Regions from separate parts of the Muntiacus reevesi genome. Here region 2 is linked to region 1. A link is a contact called in public Hi-C data. All regions are on one chromosome and are shown on one strand. Each heading gives the region's core, a stretch centred on a gene start, on an enhancer-like site or on the middle of the called end of the contact. The rest is flanking DNA. Distances are from core to core; before and after follow the strand shown. Region 1 holds the start of HMGB1 (high mobility group box 1). Region 2 holds the start of UBL3 (ubiquitin like 3).

Region 1 (6,599 bases), core at 2,458-4,957:
ACAACTTTATTTGATCTACATTCTTTGAAAGATGGAAAGGGACTTGCAGACTACAGCTAATGGTGCACTGAAAAGTTGCTATACTCAAAACTGCATCACACCTATTGGAAATCACAAAATAATAAATTAAGATACAGTACCAAGTACAGTTGTTCATCTAACGTACTCTTTTACCACTACACCAAACCCGCACTGCTTACCTTTTCATACTTTTCCTTCAGCTTAGCAGCCTTCTTCTCATAAGGCTGCTTGTCATCCGCAGCAGTGTTATTCCACATCTCTCCCAGTTTCTTTGCAACATCACCAATAGACAGGCCAGGATGTTCGCCTTTGATTTTTGGACGATACTCAGAACAAAACAAGAAAAAGGCCGAACTAAAAGGAGAGATTTAAGTTTAGAATTGCAAGTTTACCAACAACTGTGTTGTACTGCTATATAAAAGCAGCTTTTAATTTCTACCACATATTTGACAGAGTATAATGTTAAAAAATGCCAAATATCCCTCACTAAACTTAATTTACACAATTATTTTAACTTACAACATTACTAGTTGAACATATACTATTTATTAGTGTTCCAAATGAACATTCTGCAATTACTCTTATGATTTCTCAAGAAACAAAAAAGAATCAAAATGACATTTAGGAGACATATTGGGTGAGGTCAGTATCTCTAATTCCATTCCACTGCCACCCAACAGAAAAAAATATATTGAAATATACCAATACCAGTTAGCTAAGAAACTTTGATTACAGAATGGAGATCCACAGGGTGGCTTGCTATATTTGTCTACTATAAAATACTTCTTGAAAAATCAAAACAGGCAAGATACTTACGGAGGCCTCTTGGGTGCATTGGGATCCTTGAACTTCTTTTTTGTTTCCCCTTTAGGAGGGATATAAGTTTTCATTTCTCTTTCATAACGGGCCTTGTCCGCCTTTGCCATGTCTTCAAATTTTCCTTTCTCTTTAGCAGACATGGTCTATAAAAAAAAATTTGTAAACTTAAATCAGTTAACAAAATTTTAACCAGTTGTGAAGTATGGAAATGAATAAAATCAGTATCCTTTGCAAAATATTTAGTAACCTGTTCCAACATCAACACCCACATTATGCAAATTGTACCGAGGCTTTAAAAAAAAAAAAAAAAACCCAATTTGGAATTCAGCCTTTATTACCTACTCAGTAGGTTTTCAGCCCTCTTACCTTCCACCTCTCTGAGCACTTCTTAGAAAACTCTGAGAAGTTGACTGAAGCATCCGGGTGCTTCTTCTTGTGCTCCTCCCGGCAAGTTTGCACAAAGAATGCATATGATGACATTTTGCCTCTCGGCTTCTTAGGATCTCCTTTGCCCATGTTTAATTATTTATCTTAAAAAATAAAAAAACACAAGTTTAATGTTAACAGTGAAATTTATGGCACCAAAGTGCACTCTAGCTTCTTGGGGAGTCAATGAACAGCATGGCACTGGTTATTAAACACGGCATTGGCATTAACCCCTCACAATATCAAAGAAAAGATCAGGGATCGAACAAATTCCTAGAAGAGTCTGCACCAACCCAATAAATGGTCCTTCAGTGGGACCTTAAAAAAAGTGTGGACACAATGGTACGCTCATACCGTATTTGTCACCTATCTCCCTGCATCTGTTTTGAATGTAGTACCCAAGCGGTCATTAAAAAAATTTTTTTTCATGTAAAAAACTATTATTAATCAACAAACCCAAAGGTCAGAAAGGAACGCTGCCGATTCATGCAGCTACGTAAGGAGTAGGTAAGAGCCAAAGTTGAGTAGACCTTTCCGGATTACGGGCCAGATTCCCCACTCGTCTAAAGTTTTCCCCATGATTGCTTTAAAATATTCTCTTCTCGGCACAAAACTTTGCCGGGAGGAGGGAGCCGTGGAAGCAGCAGCTCGGACCCAGGCTGGGGGTGGGGTGGGGGGGGTGGCGGTGCTATTTGCGCGGCTGCCACCGCCAGGCAGCCTCGCTTCCTATCGTTTTGGCCCCGAGATGTATTTCGGTTCTGACTAAACACGTCCGGTCTGAAGTTTCTTCGAGTAAACAAGGATGAGGGACAAAAGCCACTCCTGCTCGTGGCTCGGGCTGCCCCCCGCCCCCACTCGGAGAGTGTATATATATATATTTTCAAGCCCTGAAAAGTTGGGGCGCAGCGCGGGGCGGGTTCCGCACCCCTTCCCGCCACCGGGGCCCCCCTACTCCCGCCCGCCCGCCAACTTCGGGGCCGCGCGCGGGGAGGCCGCCCCCCCCCCGAGGCGAGGGGGGGCGGCGACCGGGCCTCCAGGCCCGGCTCCCCGCGCGCGGGGCCCGCCACGTGCGCCCGCGCCCCGCGCAGGCCCGCCGGCCTCCCCCATTTTGTCGGCTCGGCGGAGGGAACAGCCCCGCTCGAAATGGGGGCTGGCTCCGCCCGCGGCCGCCGGGGCCGGCGCGCACGGAATGGCCGCTGCGCGTCTTCCCCGCCTGCGCCGCCGCCGCCGCGAGGGCGAGCGAGAGAATATGGCTCCTTCCCTTTGTGTGTGTATGTGTGTGAGTGTGTGCGCGAGAGTGAGTGTGCGAGAGTGTGAGTGCGAGCGCCGGCGGGCGGGGTGCGCGGCGCGCTCTGGCGCACACACTCGGCCATGACGGCCGGGGGGAGGGGCGGGGGGCGCGCGGCCGGACCCTCCCCCTCCCCCGACCGCGGTGTCTGTGTGTGAGGGGGGGGCCTCCACCTCGGGAGGCGCCCCCGGCCCGCCGCTCCCCGTCTCCCTCCGCGCGGCCCGCCGCCCCCGCACACGGGGGGACGCGGGGCTGGCAGAAGAGGAAAAAAAAAAAGTTGCCTCGGAACTGCTGCGCCCAGCTTCCCCCCCGCCCGCGCCCGCCCGCCCGCCTTGTTTTCTCTCCAGCCAGCAGCGCCGGGCCGAGTCAGCCATGTTATCCAGCGAGCGCCGCGGCGCCGCTCCCCCCCGCCGCCCGGCCGCCCGGCCGCCGCGCCCGGCCCCAGGCTCGGGCTCAGGCCAGCGGGCCCGGCCCCGCGCCGCCGCCCCCGGCCCCGGCCCCGCGCCGCCACCCGCCCGCAGCGCCCGCCCGCCCGCCCGCGCTCGCTCGCTCGCCGCCGGCGCCCGGCTCTGCGGCGGCCAATGCAGCCGTGAAGCGCCGCCCGCCCGCCCGGCGGCCCGCCGCCCCCCGCGCACGCCGGTCGCCCGAACGCTCGGCCCTGGGGGTTCGAAAACACGTTAAAAAAATTTTTTTTAATGGAAAAAAAAATTTTTTTTTTTTTTTTTTTTTTTGCGCCAGTCAGCGCGGACGCCGCCGGGGGTGGAAACTCGCGGGGCTCGGGGCTCGCGGCGCCTCAGGCGGCCCCGGGGGCCGGGGCTTCGGCGCGGGGCAGGGCTCCCGGCGCCCGAGGGGAGGCTCGCTCCGTGCGCAGTTTCCCCCCACGGTCCCCCCTCATTTGCCTTTGTGTGGATCCTGACCCGCCGGCTCCCGGCCGCGGGGATCCGGCCGCCGCGCGGGCTGAGGAGCTGCCGGAGGCGCTCTCCCCGCCGCGGCGCTGCCCCGGACTCACCCTCCGCGAGGCACAGAGTCGCCCAGTGCCCGTCCGGCTCTCACTTGCCCCGGCGCTGTCTCTATGGAGCTCAATGTACTGCAATGGCTGTGAGAGCGGGAGCCAGACGCAGCCTCCTCACTCTCTCCGCTCTGTAACATTACTCTCCAGCCAGCGCCGCGCCTATTGGCTACCGCCAACTCACGGGGCTCGCTCATTGGCCCGATACCTCCCATTGTCCTGACCAGAGCCCGCCTGCTATTGGCTGTCTCCGGGGACACGTCATCAAGGATTGAAACAGCGCGCAAATCTGAATGTGTGTGTGTGCCGGGCAGAGAGGCTGAGGCGGGAGAGGCAGAGGCAGAGGCAGCAGCTGCTACGGGAAAGCAGAGCTCTATGGTGTATGTGTGCATGTGTCTAACCCAAGCCAGCCCCACACCCGAGCGGCCGCCGGAGCGAAAAGGGCCTGACTTTTCCACAAGTGTCTCCAACTCCTCAGGCAAAAGAGACACCCACAGACCTCCCCCCCCCTTTCTCACCCCAAACTCACTTCCACAGCCGTTGAGATAAGAGGCCCCAGACTTTTAACAGACCTTCAAAAGTGAGAGCGACACGATGAGATCACGGTCCCCGAAAACCGGGGTTTCTGTTTGTGCAGAGGGGCGAAGGCAGCCAAGATTCGAACTTCTCAACCACATATGGTTGCATTACACTTTAGATCTCTGGAAAGTCAGGGCTTTTCCTATAAGAAAGTGACAATGATCCAGTCAGTCACTTTTAAAACACCCCTTTTCTGGGCTCTTAAGCCCGTACTGTCAGGTTTGCAGAGCAGCTGAAATCTTGAGTCACCCAACAGGCATTTAGTTTCATCCTTTTTCTTGGTTTGCTCGAATTTCACAGCTTGTCTGGAACTTTTTATTTAAATACAAAGCCCTGTCTTAACTTCCTGGAAATCAAACGATTCTTCCATGAAATTAAAGCACAGCCACTTCATTTCGATACGGGGTACTCTAGCAGGAAATGATTGGGAGGGCCTGCTAGAATTAGCAAATTCATTAGAGACCACATTTTTAACTGTTGGGCTGTTTTATTTGACTTGGTGTGGATTACTATGATAATCAAACGAATCCTTGTGATGCTATCTTTCCTTCCCATCGAACCACTTAGTGCATCCATGTAACTGCTCTAGGGTTACAGGAGTTGTAGGTATATTGTTACCCGGAGGATTAGATGGAGGCAGAGAGTGCCCATGCCCAAATCCATAGGCTGTGGCTTTCCTAACCCACCAAGTTGCCTGGTTTTAACAGACAAACTTACATTATGTCTGTGAGGAAAATGTGCGGGCTCTAATAGCCAGTTCTGGAGACCATACGGTTATATCAGCCCTTTATGAAACTATTATCTATTGCTCTCTAGCCTGAGCAGACCACACCCCTATTCAGTTACAACAGACTTCCCTTTTTTTCACTCTCGAGTGGTATGTTTATACACTTCTAAACCCACCAGCCAATTCCTCCAAATTTAACGGACCAAAGTTAAATCAATTTATTGTTAATTTTTTTTCATATATCCCATGTAAACATCCACAACATGTTTTCTCAAATTTATTAAGCTACATGAGAACAGACAGAGAGATAACCTCTCCTGACTATGATTTTAATGCTTACTCCTTAAAAAAATATATATACATAATTGGTATCAGGGTTTATAGTCTTGGTGAGTGGACAATGCATGCTATATGAACATGAAAAGAAATAATATTAAAAATATATAAACTAATATAATGTTCTTAAAGTCATTGGTGTTTAAAAAAGCAAACATCTAAAGTTAACTTTTATACTGTTTTACACATATATGCTCTTCACTTCCCTCTATTAATCTAATTTTATGCTTTATTTAAATCTAGGTTATTTTAATTCTGTTTTATCTTCTCAGTGACTATATTACAAAATATTCATGAGAATGATTACACTTTAAATGGCATCCATGATGTCAAAATTTGACTATTACTTGAAGATTGTACTATCAGTATTTTCCAGGAGCAATGTTGGGTTTGCTCTGGATCAACCACTTTTTTAGATGCTTTTACCAGTTATTTCTAATAGCTTACTCCTTCCAGGGTCAGTTTATGGTCACAAAACAACAAGAGAACAATGGGCCCAACACAGGTTTCTATTTCAGCAGGATGCTATGGTAAGTAACAGGCACTGGATTTAAATATCAATAGACCTGGGTTCAAATCCTTGCTCTGCTACTTACTAGCTCTATAATCTCAGACAAGTTGTTTTGTTTTTTTTTTAAACTTTGTGCTTCAAATCTTTCAGCTATAAAATGGAAGTTATCACTAAGTGGTTGTAAAGATTAAACTTATTTTTCGAAGATTTAAGATTATGCTGACCTCTTTAAATTCATGACTTAGAAAAACTCAAGTGCAATTAGCCTTGAGTTTTCTTCATATTTTCATTTTATATGAAGACAATGGTTGCAAATTAAGCTTTAAAAAAAAATTCTGTCCTCAAACAGTATTATTCCTCATTCAGTCTAGTGATAGTTGCTTCATTTACTCCCAATGTATATTGGGGCCATGTCACAAAGAAGGATATTAAGACCTCCACTTACCTCCACTTGCACATTTCTCATATTTGCTTTCTGTGATACAAAGGGAGGAACATAAAAAGGAGAAAAACTTTCGAGTAAACCCTACAACTTCCAGCGCTAGCCCTGCAACTTTAACGTTCACTTATTTATGATATTAGACCCTCTCCTTCAATGTGAATCATCAGTTACAAACTGGCATATATTTTACTTTAGGGTTATTGAGGGTTTTATCCTAACTTACAGAGTTACCTAATTTAAAAAGCTTGATCACTCTCTCCATGCCCAATTTAGGCAACTGAATTTCATATCTTCATTAACGTAATTTATGCCCTTCCTGGAGTCGGCCTCTAAGATAGGTGAAGTGCCTCTCTTTTGGGATCCCATAATATTCTGTTCATTAACTACTATGCTCACAATTGTAGTTATCCAGTTATGTGTCTGTTTGTCCCACTGCACAGC
Region 2 (6,990 bases), core at 1,865-4,364, 470 kb before region 1:
TTCTAGGTACATATAAAAGGAAGACACTTCTTAAACAAAAATGCAAAATGAGTAATAGCAAATGACGGTTTAAAAGGTTTTAATGCTGGAAAAAAAAATCCTGAAGGCCTCCAGCGAGTTGTATGGCTAGAAAATGAAACATAAAAATTATTCAGAATCATCTAATCTGAGCTGTACCTTAGACACACTCTGAAACGGCATCACCAAGGAATTATATGTTTATTACATAATACTGCTTTGCCCTTGCCTATCACCTTTAATCAAGGGATCTCAAAGCACCACAGAATCATCAAGGCCTTAAAATACAGTCCAGAACAGAAACAGTTGTATTTGATAACTACAGCTATTAATACAACCTTGCCATCCCTTCCCGGCACCCCGATCCGAACACTAGCTTCCAAACCTCCTCTCTGACTTGGAAACGGTATTCTCCAAAGCACCCCAATTTGCGAGTGAAGCTACGCACATTCAGCTCCTTCTCGTCACTGGGCCTAAATAAAGAAAGTTGTTGCACTGTTTTAATCTCACAGATCTATTGCACGACAACTTCTGTGACAGACATATAGTACGTAAGGTGATCATATCGCACAGTGTGCATGATGATTTAAGATGGAGGTTTTAGCCAGAGAGCAAGTCTTTGCTGGAGGGTATGAGTCCAGAGTATCCATCGGGGAAAGAGGGTTTTCCTGCTCCATCCAGAGACCTACCTAGGCAACTTCACCAACAGGGTGAAGGAAATCAGTCTGGCTAGCCTTAAGCCGGCAGGAGACTATGCTCCGGTGTGTAAGGGAAAGGAAAACTAAAAGGACAGGGCTCGAGTTTTAAGACTCAGGAAGGAGAGTGTTGGGTTGCTCTGTGGCCACCCAGGAGACAGAATATTGTGGTTCCTCTGCATTTAAACAGTGCACTGAAAGGGAAATCAAACACAAGCAAAATGTCTTTAAATCAAGGTCAAAATATGCCATTTAGAGCCATTTAATTTAATTTTACAGCCCGTAAATGGGGTTCATTCTAACTGAAACATCTGACATTTTAAAATTTAATCCTCAACAACAGTTCAATTTTGTTTTTTCACTGAAATATACAAATGCTCAAATGTTAACTTCATATATATGAGCATAACTATGTTAACTTCAATTCTTTCATAAAGGAGATTATTCTCCTTCCTGTTAATTACATTACGTTTGTCCCCAGAACAGCAAACAGTAATTTCACCTCACACAAACCCACCTTCCCAGCGCTGTAAGCCTACATGGTTCCTGTTAATCAACAGTCTCATAAGCTTAACCTTCTTCATGAACAAAAAGAAAAGCGTCAGTAAACAAGAGTACTTTGGTTTCCAGTTCTTAACATTCCAGGATCACGGTTCAATCAATAATGTTTTACTAGCCTTTAAAAGCCCAGTGATGTCATACCAAGTATTTGGTACTAAAAGTCCTGGAATATTCATTAAAAGTACCAAAATACAGTCAGCCTGGATTTGTGAACATTCCAAAACGTCTATTTCTGTCGCCGTACTTGTTCTCCCAAACGTTTCGAAAAAGCTCACAGCAAATCCTGGCCGAGTTCCTAAGAGATAAGACGTCCCCACTTCTTGGAAATACCCGGCTTGCACCTACTGCATCCATGACCAGTGTCACAGGGCAAGATCCCCGATTTCCTGCCCACCTCTGTGTCTAGCAGGGACACCCGGCCTCAGCTCTGTCGTTTTCAGAAGCTTTCAGACACAAGTATTCAGAGGCTTCTAGCAAAGCGGAAGAGATTTTTCTCCACTTCAAGGCACCTTGCTACATGTTCCCAACTTCTCCATTGTCTTTAACCATTTAGAAAACGCAACCAAGTGAGAAGATCCATATTAAAAGCAGCGCTTTCAACGAGAGCGACACCAGACCCTCCAACTTCTTCCACAATCTCCCAGCACCGTGGCTTCCCCACCCCCACCCCCACCCCGCAAACCTTCACCCTACGCCTGCATCCTTTCTGATTAAACGAGATTGGAAACCACAATTAAATCAAAGGCTGTCGTTAACTCTTAATCCTTCACTTACCATATCCGCCGGGACATTACTGGACATCTTGCCGTTTGACATATACCCAGATGTTTACGCAAAGAAAAAAAAAATTTTTTTTAAAGACAACAAATTTAAAAAAAGAGAAGTCTTCGAGTTAACAGAAATCAATCTTCAAGATCTTAATTAGTTCGAGACGTGCTCTCCAAAAATAATTTTTAAAAATAAAACAGTAAGTTCTTTCCGAGCCGAAGTGCCGGCCTGGCCGGGCGCAGACGAACAATCGCCGGCAGAGCTGTGGCCGGAGCGGAGCAACTCCCGGGTCTCTGAAGTCAGCAGCAGCGGCAGCAGCAGCGCCAGGACCGGCCGCGCCAGGTGGACCGAGCCGAGTGACACACGGACATGGAGCAGGGTGGGAGGGGGTTAAATCGCCTTCCTCCTTTCCCAGCCCCGCCGTGATTCACACCCGCTCCCGAGTCGAGTCCTCATGAAGCGGGAGGATACCCGGGCGCCGCGGCACACAGAGAACTTATGTGGCTACACATGGACGTGTCCCCGGCGACCGGCGCGGGCAAACGGCTCTCAACTCGCGCGGCCGGGGCCGCGGAAACCCGCGCTCAAGGGCATTTAACTCGTTGGCAGCCGAAGCGCTAGCCCGGGCCGGAGAGCCCGGGGCGGCGAGCGGGGGGTTGGGGGTGGGGGGGGAGCGCGGGGCGCTCGGTCCGCCAGGAGCGAGACCCCCACGGCCCGTCGGGGCTCAGGCCGCGGGCGCCTCCGGGCAGCCGCGGGGCTCGGGGCGCATCGTCTCCGGCTTCCCAGCGCTTCTCTCCCGCCTCCTCCGCCTGCGCCTCCCCCCCACCGTCTCCGCCTTCCGCTCCCCTCCCCGGCCTCGCGAGCTCCCTGCGAAGCCGACTTCGGCCGGACCCCGGAAGAGGCTGGGTCCTTCCTCTCCTCAGCCCGGGAACCTTTGCCTCTCAGAACTCCGTCCCTCTGCCTCCTCCTCCTCCACTTTTCAGTCCCCGACGCCGCAGCCGCCTCCTGTCATCACCCCTCAAGCCAACATGGCGGCGGCGGCAGCAGCTGCTGGAGCGCGAGCCGGGGGCCCACGGAGAGCACGGCGCCCCCCCCCACTACCTTCCTCGCAACCACCGCCCCCGCCCTCCTTCTCCCCACCACCCCCCTTTCCGCGAACACCGAGTGCGTCACTACGGAGACCACCCTGGAGCATCACGGGAAATGTAGTCTACGCGGTGGGGGTGGGGGTGGGGAGCGGGACACCAAACGCGTTCTAGCCGGACTCGGAGGCCACGCCCCTCTTAGCAACAGTTGCTAGGAGAGGAAAGCTCGCTCTAGCCCGGCGACTGCCCAGGAGTTTAGGGAGATACCTGCTGCCAGGAGGGCTGTGATCCTGCGAATTACTGGGTGGGGGGAATGATTCTGCACAGAGAAATTCCCTCATGCACAATATACTCGCAGGCTTAAAACATGGTTTACCTCCAAGCAGAATCATTCATTTTAACGACAGCGCGCTCTCCACATCCTGCAATCTCAAAGCATTTCATCTAGTGATTTCATCTAGGTCTCTCCTCAACAATACATTTGGAGGATCAGAAGCAATCATTGATTTCCAATAAGGTCCTAGAAGTTCAGCAAGAGTAAGGATATCATTAAGCAGGGAGAATGTTTGAACATGTGTTTCTTGACGACCCAGGGCCATAAAACTACAATCCAGTTAATTGAAATTACCCAAAACTACATTCAAGACAGTAGTGTGTGAACCAAAAACTGTATTAGATACAATAGTGTATGATGCAAAATCTCTATCAGGAAACAGCTACCTATGCCAAACCACGTGGGGTGACACGACTTTACCAGGCTAACTCTGAAATCCCACTTAACTCAGAATGTTTTTGAAAACTTATCACCTGCAGTGATTAGCAAACAACAGAAAATAATACCATCAGTTAGAGACTTAGATGAAGAATATGTCTACCCTAGATTTAGGAACGAAATGCAGAGACCGCAAATGTCTATCTGACTCATATCTCTCTTAGTTCTCTGAGTGTTTTAGGAAAGGTCATCTCGATAAGATACCTGTATAAAAATGCCAACAGACTTAAGTATCTGAAAGCCACCTCTCCAACCTCCAGCTCTGTGACCTCATCTGTGAAACAGTCTTGCCTACCTTCCAGGGGTCAAGTAGGGGCAGTTGTGAGGATGAGTCCATGCATGGGAAGTAAATCACTTTGTAAATAATATGCATCGTTTGATGTGAAATGTTACTACTTATTCATTCAGCAAACCCTCCAGGCCCTCGGCACCGGAAGTTTAATAGATGACTAATCCAGGCAGTGTCCTCCATTGGCTAGGAGCCTGTGTCATTCTCCCAGCAATCTCTCCAGTCAGGTGTGTCTATCATGATGGAAACCCTCAGGAAGTTTAGAGTACCTACCTCTTGAATAGCCTGGCTGGAGAAATTCCAGACACTCCCGGGGGTGTACATCATCCTGGGGTGAGTTAGGGTGGTAACCAGGAAAGAGGAGGGTAGTTCAAATTCCCAGAAAGACCAAAGGGCAGAAGACAAAAGAGACCCAAACCTTGCCTGGAGTAGATTTCAGGACTTGATCTAGATATGTCTAAGTCTGTAGCTGTGTGAGTCTCCCTGGCCACATTTCCCACATGTAGCAACCTCAGCGCCCTCTCCACCAGCCCTCTAGGAAATAAGGACTGCCAAAGGTGCTTCAAGATGCTCACCAAGTTCGTCCTCCACCCCACTCCAAATCCCAACTTTCAACCAGCTGCTGCCCTGGCCAAGGCTCTGCTAAGTCTGAAAGTAGAAAGACAAGAAGGAGAAGACAGCAGGATGTATTCAAGCCTCAACACACTTGCTCTGCTCTTTCCCAATAATCATACAATGATAAGAGAGGTAATAACCTCCGCCGCCAGCCCAAAACCTTGGCATCTCTGACACAAGGTGCTCTGTTTGCTGCCACAGCAAAACGCAACATCTTTCAAAAGTAAAGTCCCCGCACCTGGCTGTGTTTCTAATCATTCTTCTAAGAGAGGCTGCGACATTATTCTCCATAAAATTCATTATAGCTCTTCCCTAATACTGTTAAGGCATAAGGAAGCATGACCGGACACCACCACAGATTTTTGCACGCTCCTGTCTACTCTGTACTTCCCGATTCAGGTGGGTAAGATGAGAGGCTGGAGAAAGAGCCCCTGTGTCCACAATAGAAAAGGGTAGCATCTTTTTGATACCCTCAAATCTACTGTCAGCAACAATCTAAAGAAAGTGAATGACACAGCATTTTTGTATTGGTAAAAGCAACTCCATGGGAAATCAGAAGCCTTGCATCTGCCAATGAATTTGCTGTGTGACCTTTGCCAAGATGCTTTGCTTCTCTGAGCCTCAATTTCTTCATCTGCAGATATTGGACTAAAAGTCTCTAAGCCGCTTCTAAGAGTCTATGAAATCAAGTTCCGGAAGAATAACACATGACACCCATGATCTGTTAAAAATATCTCTCCCAAGTGACTGCTCACATGTATAAGGGTTTTTTTTTTTTTTTGGAGGTGGGGTGGGGTGGAGCCGAGTGTGGTGGAAATATTCTAAAATTAGATTATGGCAATGGCTGCATAATTCTAGAGTAGATACACTATAAGCCATTGAATTTCACACTTTATGTGGATGAATTTATTTTTTATTTTTAAAATTACAGTTAAATATACATAATATAAAATTTACCTCTTAACCTTTTTGGGGCACACAATTCAGTGGTATTAACATTCCCTTTGTTGTACTATACTCACTACCATACATCCACAGAACGCTTTCATCTTGTGAGACTGAAACTCCAAATCAATGAACAACCTCCCATTCCCCTTCCCTCCAGCTGTTGGCAACCACCAGCCCTTTTGCCACCTCCATCCAATGTTGCCCAAGGCTGACCCGGTCTTCTTTGGTTCCAGTGTAAGAGTGAGTTTGATGTTTTACTTTGTAAAAGTATACTGCGTTTCTTTCTCATGAGAAAACTATATGAAGCCCCCTAATGCCAATGTGAAAACTATCAATAGAAGTGTCCTCAATAAATGCTACTTTCCTACCATAATAAAAGATCAAGGACTTTTTCTCTGAAACAGGAGATAATTTGATAGTTACTGGTTTAGTAATGGACTTTCCCCTTTTAGTCATATATATATAATTGACTATACCGGGTCTTAGTTGCAGCACGAAGGATCTAGTTCCTGACCAAGGATCAAACCCAGGTCCTCTGCATTGGGAGCACAGAGTCTTAGCCCTTGGACCATGAGGGAAGTTCCCCCACCTTTAGTCTTTACTCTTTCCAGAACAGAATGAATATACTATGTGTGTTTGTAGATTTAAGAACTGTGCTATGAATACATTTTTTGGGATGTGAAAAAAAGAGTTAAATTGTCTAAGGCAAGGGAACAGGCGAACACGTGGCTGGCCTGTTTTCACTCCTGAGGAGACCCTTACACAGGAGTTGCAATTATGTCTAGCCTTTTAACCTTACACTCCCCTAACCAGACATTCCCAACCCTGTTCCTATAAAAATCACTAGGAGCCATTTAAAAAGATGGATGCCCCACCCCTACCCCAGCACAAGTAAGTCAGACTCTCCTGAACCACACATGACACCACTATCTTTCAAAGCTCACCCAAGTAATTCACTTGTGCAGCCACAATTGAGAAACACTATGTAAGTCAAATTCCTACAAGTTCAGCTTCTTTCTTATGTGATCCAGCAATACCAATCCTGGGCACATACCCTGAGAAAACCGTAATTCCAAAGATACATGCACCCCAGTGTTCATAGCAACACTATTCACAACAGCCATGACATCAAAGCAACCTAGGTGCCCATCAACAGAGGAATGGATAAAGAAGATGTGGCACATATGTACAATGGGACAATAAAAAGGAATGAAATGGTGCCATTTGCAGAGACATGGA

What was found. Hi-C and Micro-C count contacts between places; a contact is called where the count stands out from the background.
Region 2: a contact with region 1 is called in a Hi-C map of muscle, with 6 times the contacts expected there. The contact joins the promoter of UBL3 here to the promoter of HMGB1 in region 1. A contact is called at or near these places in 2 of 3 Hi-C or Micro-C datasets (blood and muscle).

Annotation. Positions count from the first base shown.
Region 1 is chr11:28,476,048-28,482,646 of mMunRee1.1, reverse strand. It overlaps HMGB1 (high mobility group box 1), which reads right to left and starts at 3,707. Exons shown (of 5, transcript XM_065901895.1): 1 at 3,564-3,707; 2 at 1,207-1,370; 3 at 838-983; 4 at 201-375. The coding sequence starts at 1,356. LOC136144299 (a long non-coding RNA gene) reads right to left here. Exons shown (of 3, transcript XR_010658521.1): 3 at 4,099-4,284.
Region 2 is chr11:28,942,110-28,949,099 of mMunRee1.1, reverse strand. UBL3 (ubiquitin like 3) reads right to left here and starts at 3,114. Exons shown (of 5, transcript XM_065901714.1): 1 at 2,049-3,114. The coding sequence starts at 2,090.